Regions from separate parts of the Sus scrofa genome. Here region 1 is linked to region 2. Evidence: chromatin contacts called from public targeted proximity ligation data. All regions are on one chromosome and are shown on one strand. The core of a region is the stretch at or near the end of the contact, and the rest is flanking DNA. Distances in the headings are between cores, read along the strand shown.

Region 1 (4,751 bases), core at 1,999-4,498, 140 kb before region 2:
TTGATTTGCATTTCTCTAATAATTAGTGATGTTAAACATTTTTGCATGTGCCTGTTGGCATCTGTATGTACTCTTTGGAGAAATGTATACTCCAGTCTTCTGCCCATTTTTAAGTCAGGTCGTTTGTTTTTCAGATACTGAGTTGTATAAACTGTTTATATGTTTTGGATATTAACCCCTCGTCAGGCATATCATTTGCAAATATTTTCTCCCATTCAGTAGGTTGTCTCTTCATTTTGTTGATGGTTTCCTTTGCTGTGCAAAAGATTTTAAGTTCAATTGGGTCCCATTTGTTTACTTTTGCTTTTATTTCCAAAAAAATATTGCTATGGTTTATGTCAAAGGGTATTCTGTCTATGTTCTTTTCAAGGAATTTTATGGTTTCAGATCTTACATTTATATCTTTAATTTTAAGTTTATTTTAAAATATGGTGTGAGGACATGTTCTAGTCTCATTCTTTTACATGTAGCTATTCAGTTTTGAAGAGAATGTCTTTTCCCCAGTATATATTATTGCCTCCTTTGTTGTAGATTAATTGACCATAGCTGCATGGGCTTAGTTCTGGGCTCTCTATTCTGTTCCATTGATCTATGTGTGTGTTTTTGTGCCAGTGCCACACTGTTTTGATCACTGTAGCTTTGTGGTATAGTTTTAAACCCGTACTTTCCTGGTTCTTGACACTGCCCTCGGCTATGTAACTTGCTTTTGGTCAATGGGTGCTGGTGGATATGATGTGAGCAGAGGATATAATGTGTGTGCTTGTCTCATTGAGTTTGTCCTCTTGTGCTTCTACCAGTGCCACGACAAGAGTGTACTGTGGGAGACCACTACTCCTGAAGTCTTGGTCCTAGGATGTGACACATGGAATAGACACCTCAGTTGTCCCACAGGTATGTTAGCAAGAAATAAATTTTCACTGTTGAATGCCACTGAGATTATAGTGGTTTTTTTAATTACACAGTACTATTGTATCCGTAGTCAACTACTACAAAAAAAGGGTTGAGTGGATAAAGGTTTGTGGAAGTTTTAACTTCAAAAATTCAGGCACAATTATGAAATCACAATTTTTTCATCCTTGTCTTTCTGGCTAAGAACTAATCGCAGGAACCTCAGTGTTTGTCTCTTGTCCTTTGGCTTTCTCTTCCTTCTCAAAAAAAGAAAAGAAAAAAGTGTCTGTCATATCTTAGCCCAGACTTTACTGAAGTATGAGTGACTGCTTTAGATTTCCCACACCATTAAAAATCTAACTTGACGCTTCTTCCAACACATGGTTTCTAACTAAGAAGGCTTGTGATGCTGAGCCCCTCAAGATAAAGAATGTGCTAGGCCATGTCTAGACCAGTTACCTTCACATCAGATGTTGACTTGACTTTGCAAAGGCTCTGGGCCTGGAGTCCTTATCATGGCTGAGCATTTGAGAGCTGCAAAGACAAAATATCATTGTAATGGTTTTGGACTGAAGATATAGCGGCAGAAGGATGCTTTCACAAGGCACAGACCGATGTGATGGTTTGAACATTGCCCACAGTGTTGGAACTGTGGCTGTGGTTCCATTGCAGGGGTCCCTAGGCCTTGCCTCTTCTGAACAGCTTTGTGTAGCAGATTGACGAGATCACAATGCTGGGTATTTGATTATTTACACGTGCTTTTCCCCTATGGGGCTGTGAGCTTCTTGGTGGTAGGTCTGTGTCTTAGTGGTTTAGTTATCACAGTGCCTGGCATGATGCTTGGTACATGACAGCTGAACAATAAATAACACAATAAAGGAGTTCCCTTCATGGCTCAGCGGTTAACGAACCCAACTACGGTCTGTGAAGATGTGGGTGCGATCCCTGGCCTTGCTCAGTGAGGTAAGGATCCAGCGTTGCTGGGAGCAGTGGTATAGGTCGCAGATGCAGCTCAGATCCCACGCTGCTGTGGCTCTGGCGCAGGCCAGCGGCTGTAGCTCCAATTCAACCCCTAGCCTGGGAACTTCCATATGCTGCGGGTGTGGCCCTAAAAAAAGCAAAAAAACCCACAAAAAACAAAAAAAAAAACCTAACAGAAAACCCCCACGATAAATGTTGAACTATGGTGGGATGCTGTTAGTCCCATGACTTCATCTTTTGACATCTTATTACTTCTAAGGACATTGCAGAGTAGGGAGGTGGGAGAGTCGGCAGCCCCCCAATCCCAGCCTGCATATCTGAATTCTCTGGTGGTGTGCCTTACCAGTTGGTGAGGCAAATAGAGAAAAAGGTGGTCAAAAGGTAGCATCCTAGAAAAAAGATGTGTTAATATGCTTGTTACCTTGATGGCAGATGCTAGCTAGCCACGCTGAAGCGTGTGGCAAGCACTTTGCCCTGTTTGACGCTCCTCACAAAAGCCTATGAGCTACGTATTGTTATTCCCATTTTATAGATGATGAAAGGGAGGCTCAGAAAAGTTAAATAACCTGTCTAGGATCACCCAGCTAGTATGTGGTAGAATTCAGGCTGGTACCCAGGTCTGTCCTCAGCCCTAGCTGGAGCCAGATTGACTGGGTTCAAATCCTAGTTCCCTACTTACATAGCTGTGTGACCTTGGGCAAATTACTTAACCTCTCTGTGCTACTCTTTTTTCACTTGTGAAATGGGAAGGATGACAGTACCTACCTCCGAGGATATTGTGAGGATTTATTGAGGTAATACATATGAAGTATCTAGGATAGTACTGATACCAATAGTAGTTATTATCATTTTAGGCAGAACTTGCTTAAGCCCATATGTCTTCCTTACTAAATTTTAGGTTTTGAGGGCATGCAGCACAGCTTACTTAGCTAATTTCCAGATTTGGGAAACGTATCTATTGGAGCAAACTGAACAGTGAAATGCTAGTTTACCTATTATTAGTTATTATTTACTGCACTTGAACTGCAGAAGTGGGCCTTATTCTGTTCCAAAGACTGCATTTTCAAAGGTAAATCTGGAGTAATTTCAGCCTGGCTACTGCCTCCTACGGCTGTTTAGAGAAATTGTTTGTAGAAAGGATTGTGGAAAATGTGATAAATGAAATAACTATGATAAATATGTTTCTAACCCAAAATGACATTCGTTTATAGCTTTGGAAGAGGGATTGGCTACTTCGCACTGACATGTCATGATATTTTGTTTTTTTCAGAGCTTCTCTTTCTAAAAGGGTATTTTGTGTGTGTGCGAAAAATACTTATCAGCAGTAGTTGTGAGTTAAAAATAGCTTGAGCTTGTTGGGTTGGGGAGGGGCTGGAATCGGCCAGATCCATTGGCCCGCCCTGTTCAAGTCAGAGAAAATGTCCTAAAGGCAGAGCTGGTGTCTTAAGTTCAACCTGCCAATGTCTTCCTGAGGAATGTATTGTTTAATGCCACAGCAATTTGCATATGACCTTGTGCCCCGTCTGTCTAGGGTAGGGTATCCTTGAAACAGTGCGAAATAAGTCTGTTAGGTGTGTTTGAGCAGGAACTGCCAGCTGTGTGTTATTTCTGGGCCTGTGGCTGCCATGGGTCCTGCCAACTGAATTAAAGTCGGTCAGACACATGTCACTGAAAATATTCTCATTACTTTAATGAGAATCATTTGCTATTCCTCAGATGGGGGCCTGGTTCTGTTTCTGAGAGAGGGTCAAGGACATTGTGCTATAATCCTCCCTCTTTTATAGCTCAGTTGCTCAATTTTAATGAAAATTCCTTTTTTATCTTTTAATAAGTAGCAAAAAGGGTTTGGATGCAAAACGACTAACTTTTGTATCAACTAGGGAGTTGAATGAAACCACAACATTTACATCAATAGCCCAGACTGCTAAAAAAAAAACACAAAAAAACCCCCCACAAATTTTAATATGTGAAGGTTAAATTTGTTGTCTTCAATTTTTATGTTAAATTTGTTATGGATGTAAAACTTTAAATACAGTATTAGTTCCTGAAGGTGGTTAAAACTAGCCTGTTCGTGGAGTTCCCGTTGTGGCTCAGCAGTAATGAACCTGACTAGTATCCATGAGGACTCGAGTTTAATCCCTGGCCTCGATCAGTGGGTTAAGTATCCGCTGTTGCTGTGAGCTGTGGAGTAGGTCACAGATGTGGCTTGGATCCTGTGTTGCTGTGGCTGTGATGTAGTCTGGCAGCTGAAGCTCTGATTCAACCCCTAGCCTGGGAACTTCCACGTGCCACATGTGTGGCCCTAAAAAGCAAAAAACAAAACCCAAAAAAAACTAGCCTGTCATAATTCTTTTTTAAAAACTTTTTATTGAATTATAGAAGGTTTACAGTTTTGTGTTAATTTCTGCTGTACAACAGAGTGATTCGGTTATGCATATACTCATACCTGTCTATAATTCTTCAAATGGCATCTTGAATGGTTGAGTAGCAAATTTTAGTTCTGAGATTTCTCATATGCAAAAGTAGCTCAGACCGAAGTTCTTCTAGACATTGTGTCTTATGGGTTACTTACTTATTATCACTCATGTTCATGTAGTGTTGCATGGTAAATGCTTTATTCCCAGTTCACAGATGAAGAGACTGAGACTCAGGTGTGTTACCTGCTTACTAGCATGTCTGCTTAGAGAAATCAGAACAAACTTTTAGAGGTTACCTAGTCCGATTCCAAAGAAGAGAAGCTCACGCAGGAATACGGAGCTAGTTGTAGCAGTGCTGGGAATTGAGCACCGTGAGACCAAGCCCATAAGGTTAGGATACTCCATTACCCTTTCTCTAGTGGCCAGTGTCCCTGAGAAAAGGAAATGTAGAAGTAAAATGCAAAC
Region 2 (4,904 bases), core at 120-2,619:
TGCTGGATCACTTACCACTTGGTAGGCTTGAAAGGTGGCTCGTAACTGCTTGTGACTCCTCTGGGCCAGGACTTCATTGAAGGCAAGCTCGTCCGTGCCCCAGCGGCCTTCCCCTGCCTAGACGGCAGAGTGCGAACACTTTTGAAAAAGCTTTTTGCAAAAAGACTGAATGTATAGAGCTGTGACCAAGTCACCCTTACCGGGAATGATAAAATGTGCGCTGAATAGAAGCAGCATTGATCGCCGCAGTATTTCCACCTTCTAGCCCACAAGTATACCTCACATATTTGTTTATGTTATTTATACCCTCAGGCGTTCCAGAAGAGATCTAAAGTGGTTATCCCCAGGGTGTAAGAATAGGAACAATTCTTTTAGGTACACGAAGACTGTATGTATGACAAATATGTTAAAGATCATACTTATTTCCCAATTAATTCCAATTCACATGCCAGAACGAAACATTTTGTTGAAAGTAATGTTCATGAAAAAAGAAAAGAATTTGCAGAGCCTGCAGGTCTGCATACTCACATCATACAGATCTTTGGCATCCTGACCTGCGAGGTCTTTGTCCACGTTATCTCCTTCTTCACGATTAGCCTAGAAAAGTCAACACATTGTTGTGAACTTGAGTTCCTGCTTGACCACAAAAAACAAAGAGGGCAAGTCCCAGAAGACGGGTGGCTTCAGAGGGGTGGCCGGAAGCTGGACTCATCCGGGCAAAGTGGCAGCGCTGCTCTTTGCTGCCATCTTTTGGGCACAACTGATGAACAGAGTAGCCTCTGCGACCAACACATTTGTACGTTTTTTTTCTCCTAGCAACCAGGGTCACTCAGAAACCCCACTGACCTCTGAGCGACATCCTGATGTCCCCTCGAATGAGTCCATTGAGGTGCTAATAGTCTTCCTTTCAAAATATCAAACTTTGCCTCTCAGGGACTCAGTCGTGAAGAGCCCTGAACGTTGGTCATGGAAGGTTTGAGGTCTCACCTAAGCCCTGAGTGTCAGGCAGAATTCTCGGATGACCTCAACGGCCCACCGCCTTGTTTAATCCCCTCCCATGGATGGTGGGCAAGACCTATGGACATAGTGAGGTATCACTCGTGTGATCATGTTTTGCGTGTATGGCAAGGGGCATGTCTGCAGATGTAATTAAGATCCCTAATCAGTTGAGTTCATCAAAAAAGGTGCTCTTTGGGGGAGGCCTGACCCAATCAGGTGAGCTCTTAAAAGGTCAGAGAGATGGAAGAAGTTAGAGATGTGCTTCCTCTGGCCTGGAGGAAACCAAAGAGCCGTGCTCTGCACTGTCTATGGGGCCACATGACAGGGGACTGCAGATGGCCTCTACCGGCCGAGTGTGGGCTCTGGTCAACATCAAGGAACTAGGACCATCAGCCACACAGCCACAGGGAACCGAAATCTGCCAACAGTCAGTGAGCTCGGAAGAGGACCCCGGGGCCTCAGAGGAGATGGCAGGCCTGGATGACACCTTGATTTCAGCCTGGAGATACCCTGAGCCAAGGACTCGGCTAACCTGTGACAGGACTCCTGGCCCGTGGAAACTGCTCAATCATAGGTCTGCACTGCTTAGGTTGCTAAGTTTGTGGCAGTTTTGTTCTGAATCAGGAGAACACTCACACACTCTTCCTGCTACAGCTGAAGCCTGCTCTGTGTGTTCTCTGCTGTCAGTCTCTCCAGCAGCAGAGTAATGAAACAGAGGAAGCCCACAAAGCTCATCAAGACGGCTGTGTCAATGAGAGTGCAGATGCTATCTGGCTGGAGGCCAGGGGGCTGTGTCCTAAGCAGGGCCAGTTCTGAAAGCCCTGCTTTCCCAGCCAAACTCCCCGCAGCCTGGCTTAGACTCCTTGAGTCCTGGAGTTAGCTGTGTCATGAAAAGGGCCCGGCTTGGGGTCAGATGGGGCTGGTTCTTGCACCTGAGCTTTGTCTTACCTACACCTGGGGGTTCCTCACTGGCAAAATGAGTTGATGATGCTTGATGAAATAACTCATTAACAAAAAAAGGATTGCCAACTGCAAATAACTAGGCAGATTTGTGATCATGGCGAAAATTGCCATTGAGTAATTTCACAATAGCTGGGCTGACAGGACACATGTCGACAGTCCCTCGATAACATTTGTAATAAAATTAGGAAGGGTTTATTATCTATATCGCCTTTTTCTTCGTGGTGCCAAGTTGCCACAGGCTTTATCTCACGATCCCAAAGCAGGCAAGACCTCTTTACGCTTACCTGTAGCAAGGAGACCAGAATTTTTTTTAGGTTTCCGCTTGTATCACTTTTGACATCTGATTCAAGGCTCCTGTCAAATACTTTGGAGAAGAAAAAAGGACGAGAGAGAGCAGATTTAGTTTCCCAGAGGTATTTTGGAAGGAACATTCTTTATCTAAAGTCAGAACAAAAGGTCACTTACACTTTTGGTAGGCCTCTTTAATGGCGATGATTTCCTGGGAAAGGTAATAAAAAAAGATCAATATTCCAAGGCGGGGTTAATAGATAAGATAGGCAGAGACATGCAAAGGGAAGAGGCAGGAGCTTGTCTCTGGACACAGCATTCCTTTCCGATACAGAGGGGCCATCCGGACAGGTCAAGGTCTAGGCCTGGAACAAGCCCCTGACTTTATGAAGGAGTCCTTTTTAAAAAAAAAAAAAAAAAAAAAAGTGTATTGAAGTATAATTGATTTACAATGTTGTGTTAATTTCTGCTGTACAGGAGAGTGATTCAGTTATATGTATGTGTATATTCTTTTCCATTATGGTTTATTACAGGATATTGAATATTGTAGGACCTTGTTTACCCATCCTATGTGTAATGATTTGCATCTGCTAACCCCAAACTCCCAGTCCATTCCTCCCCCCGACTCGCTTCCCCCGTGGCAACCACAAGTCTGTTCTCTTTGTCTGTGAGTCTCTTTCTGATTCGTAGATAGGTTCATTTGTGTCATGTATTAGACTCTCTGTATCAGTAATATCATATGGTATTTGTCCTTCTCTTTCTGATTTAGTGAAGGAGTCCCTTAGCTTACATTCTCCTTAGTTAAAAATGAAAACAGGGAGTTCCCGTCGTGGCTCAGTGGTTAACGAATCCGACTAGGAACCATGAGGTTGCAGATTCGATCCCTGGCCTCGCTCAGTGGGTTAAGAATCAGGTGTTGCCATGAGCTGTGGTGTGGGTCGCAGACTCGGCTCGGATCCTGCATTGCTGTGGCTCTGGTGTAGGTGGGTGGCTACAGCTCCAAATGGACCCCTAGCCTGGGAACCTCCATATGCCGCTGTTGCGGCCCTAGAAAAGGCAAAAAGACAAACAAACAAACAAACGAGGCAGGGCTGTCTATTTATTAAAATGAGGTAGGGCTGTCTGTTTCGGTAGCTTGTGCCGACTGGCCCACTTGGGAGCTGCCTCGGTGTACACTTGAACGAGCAGTGTGTCAGAGCAGACATTTCCCCACAGCATCTCCCATAAACTGTTTTAAAGGAAAGTCAGCGGGCAGTGGAGGGAGAAGGTGGAGGGGGCAGCAGAGGGTGAGGAGCCAGGCTGAGGTTGCCAGGGTGGACGGAGGGAGCGGAAAGCAGGCAGGGGCTGGACACCTGTGATTCTGCAGCCCGTCTGCTTTCTCCTCCTTCCAGCCCACTCCCAGGACCTGCCTGAACCCGGGGTCTGCTCTCTGCCTGCTTTTCTTCTTTTTACCGTCCGATCTAGCTGATTGGAAAAGAAAAAAAGGCTGTGCTCATTGTTTGAGACCAGGACCTGAAAGAAACTTGGCTGAGGATGAACCACATGTGGACAAATGAGATTAGAAAAAGCATGAGCCAAATTAACCTTCTTGCCAAGGTAGGCTGCTCAGATATTGGATGCCCGGTCGCTGGGACTTTGGTACTTGCGGAAAGGAGAGGAATATTAAGGAAAGCTGGGTGGTTAGTGGACAGATTGATGCCATCCTCCTGTGCAAGCGCTGCCTCCTCTAAGGCACGCTAATCGAAAACTGCCCAGGTGGAGGGGTTTTGTTATCCTGCGGGAAGAAAAGAAGTCCAGGGGTGAGGAGGGAAGGGTTTTGCAGTGTGGAATATGACGATACTTCGGGAAACATGGCCTGACAGCACAGGCTGAGCAGGAGGAACCAGCTCAGGTCATCGGCACTCCAGGCTTAAATGGCATTTTAGCGCCAGGACGCGGTTGCGGTTTTTCCTTGCTGTCTGCTCCAACCGCGGCTTCTGTTTCCCACCCAGAAGCCTCCAAGAATGTTAGGTTTTTCTGGCATTTTCCTTACTGGGCCTCCCTCTTCTACACGATGGGTATCATGGAAGAGGGAAGGATCTTCAGATAATGATCCGTGGACCCTCTTTACTCTTGATGAATTCCTTGGCCCTGGTGGGTTCTGGAACCAAAGATGAATGGGCTTCTGTGAGGGCCTTAACGAATGTTCTTTGCAGCTCCTGAGATGGTGCGGGGGGCGAGGTCTGCTGACAGAAGGACACGGAAACCTCTGGCAGGCAGTGGCAGCCCTGGGGGTGCCCACTGGGATCTCCTCGGCACCACCCACCTCCCCGCCTCGTTCTTGCACTTGACACTAGACGCAGCCATACTTGGACCGCCTGCTTCATTGTTTGTGCCAGGAGACCTGCGAAGTCAGGCCAGGTGGGTAAAGCAGAACTTTCTTCCTGCATACGAAACCGTGCATCTCTTTAGAAAAATGAAAGCTGACTGACACAGCTCTTCTGGAAGGTCCTATTCTGTCAAGCTAGGGGCAGCAACACCAAGACTGACGATCGGAGATTGGAAGAGGTGTCTCTCTAGTGTGAACCAAGCGGACACGTCTCTGCCCAACACTTGCCCATCCCGTGGGTGGGATGCGGGAGGACTTTCCCTTCTGGCGGCTCTAACCATCTCTG

Evidence for each region.
Region 1: a contact with region 2 is called in a targeted proximity ligation map of skeletal muscle. A contact is called at or near these places in 1 of 47 Hi-C or Micro-C datasets (embryonic fibroblasts) and 2 of 2 datasets of targeted methods (alveolar macrophages and skeletal muscle).

What each region holds. Positions count from the first base shown.
Region 1 is chr4:15,887,503-15,892,253 of Sscrofa11.1, reverse strand. No RefSeq gene overlaps it. Among named protein-coding and RNA genes, the nearest start is that of FBXO32, 6.0 kb to the left of the region's middle.
Region 2 is chr4:15,746,471-15,751,374 of Sscrofa11.1, reverse strand. ANXA13 (annexin A13) reads right to left here. Exons shown (of 11, transcript XM_013996500.2): 5 at 2,428-2,461; 6 at 2,247-2,326; 7 at 529-597; 8 at 16-117. Among named protein-coding and RNA genes, the nearest start is that of ANXA13, 41 kb to the right of the region's middle.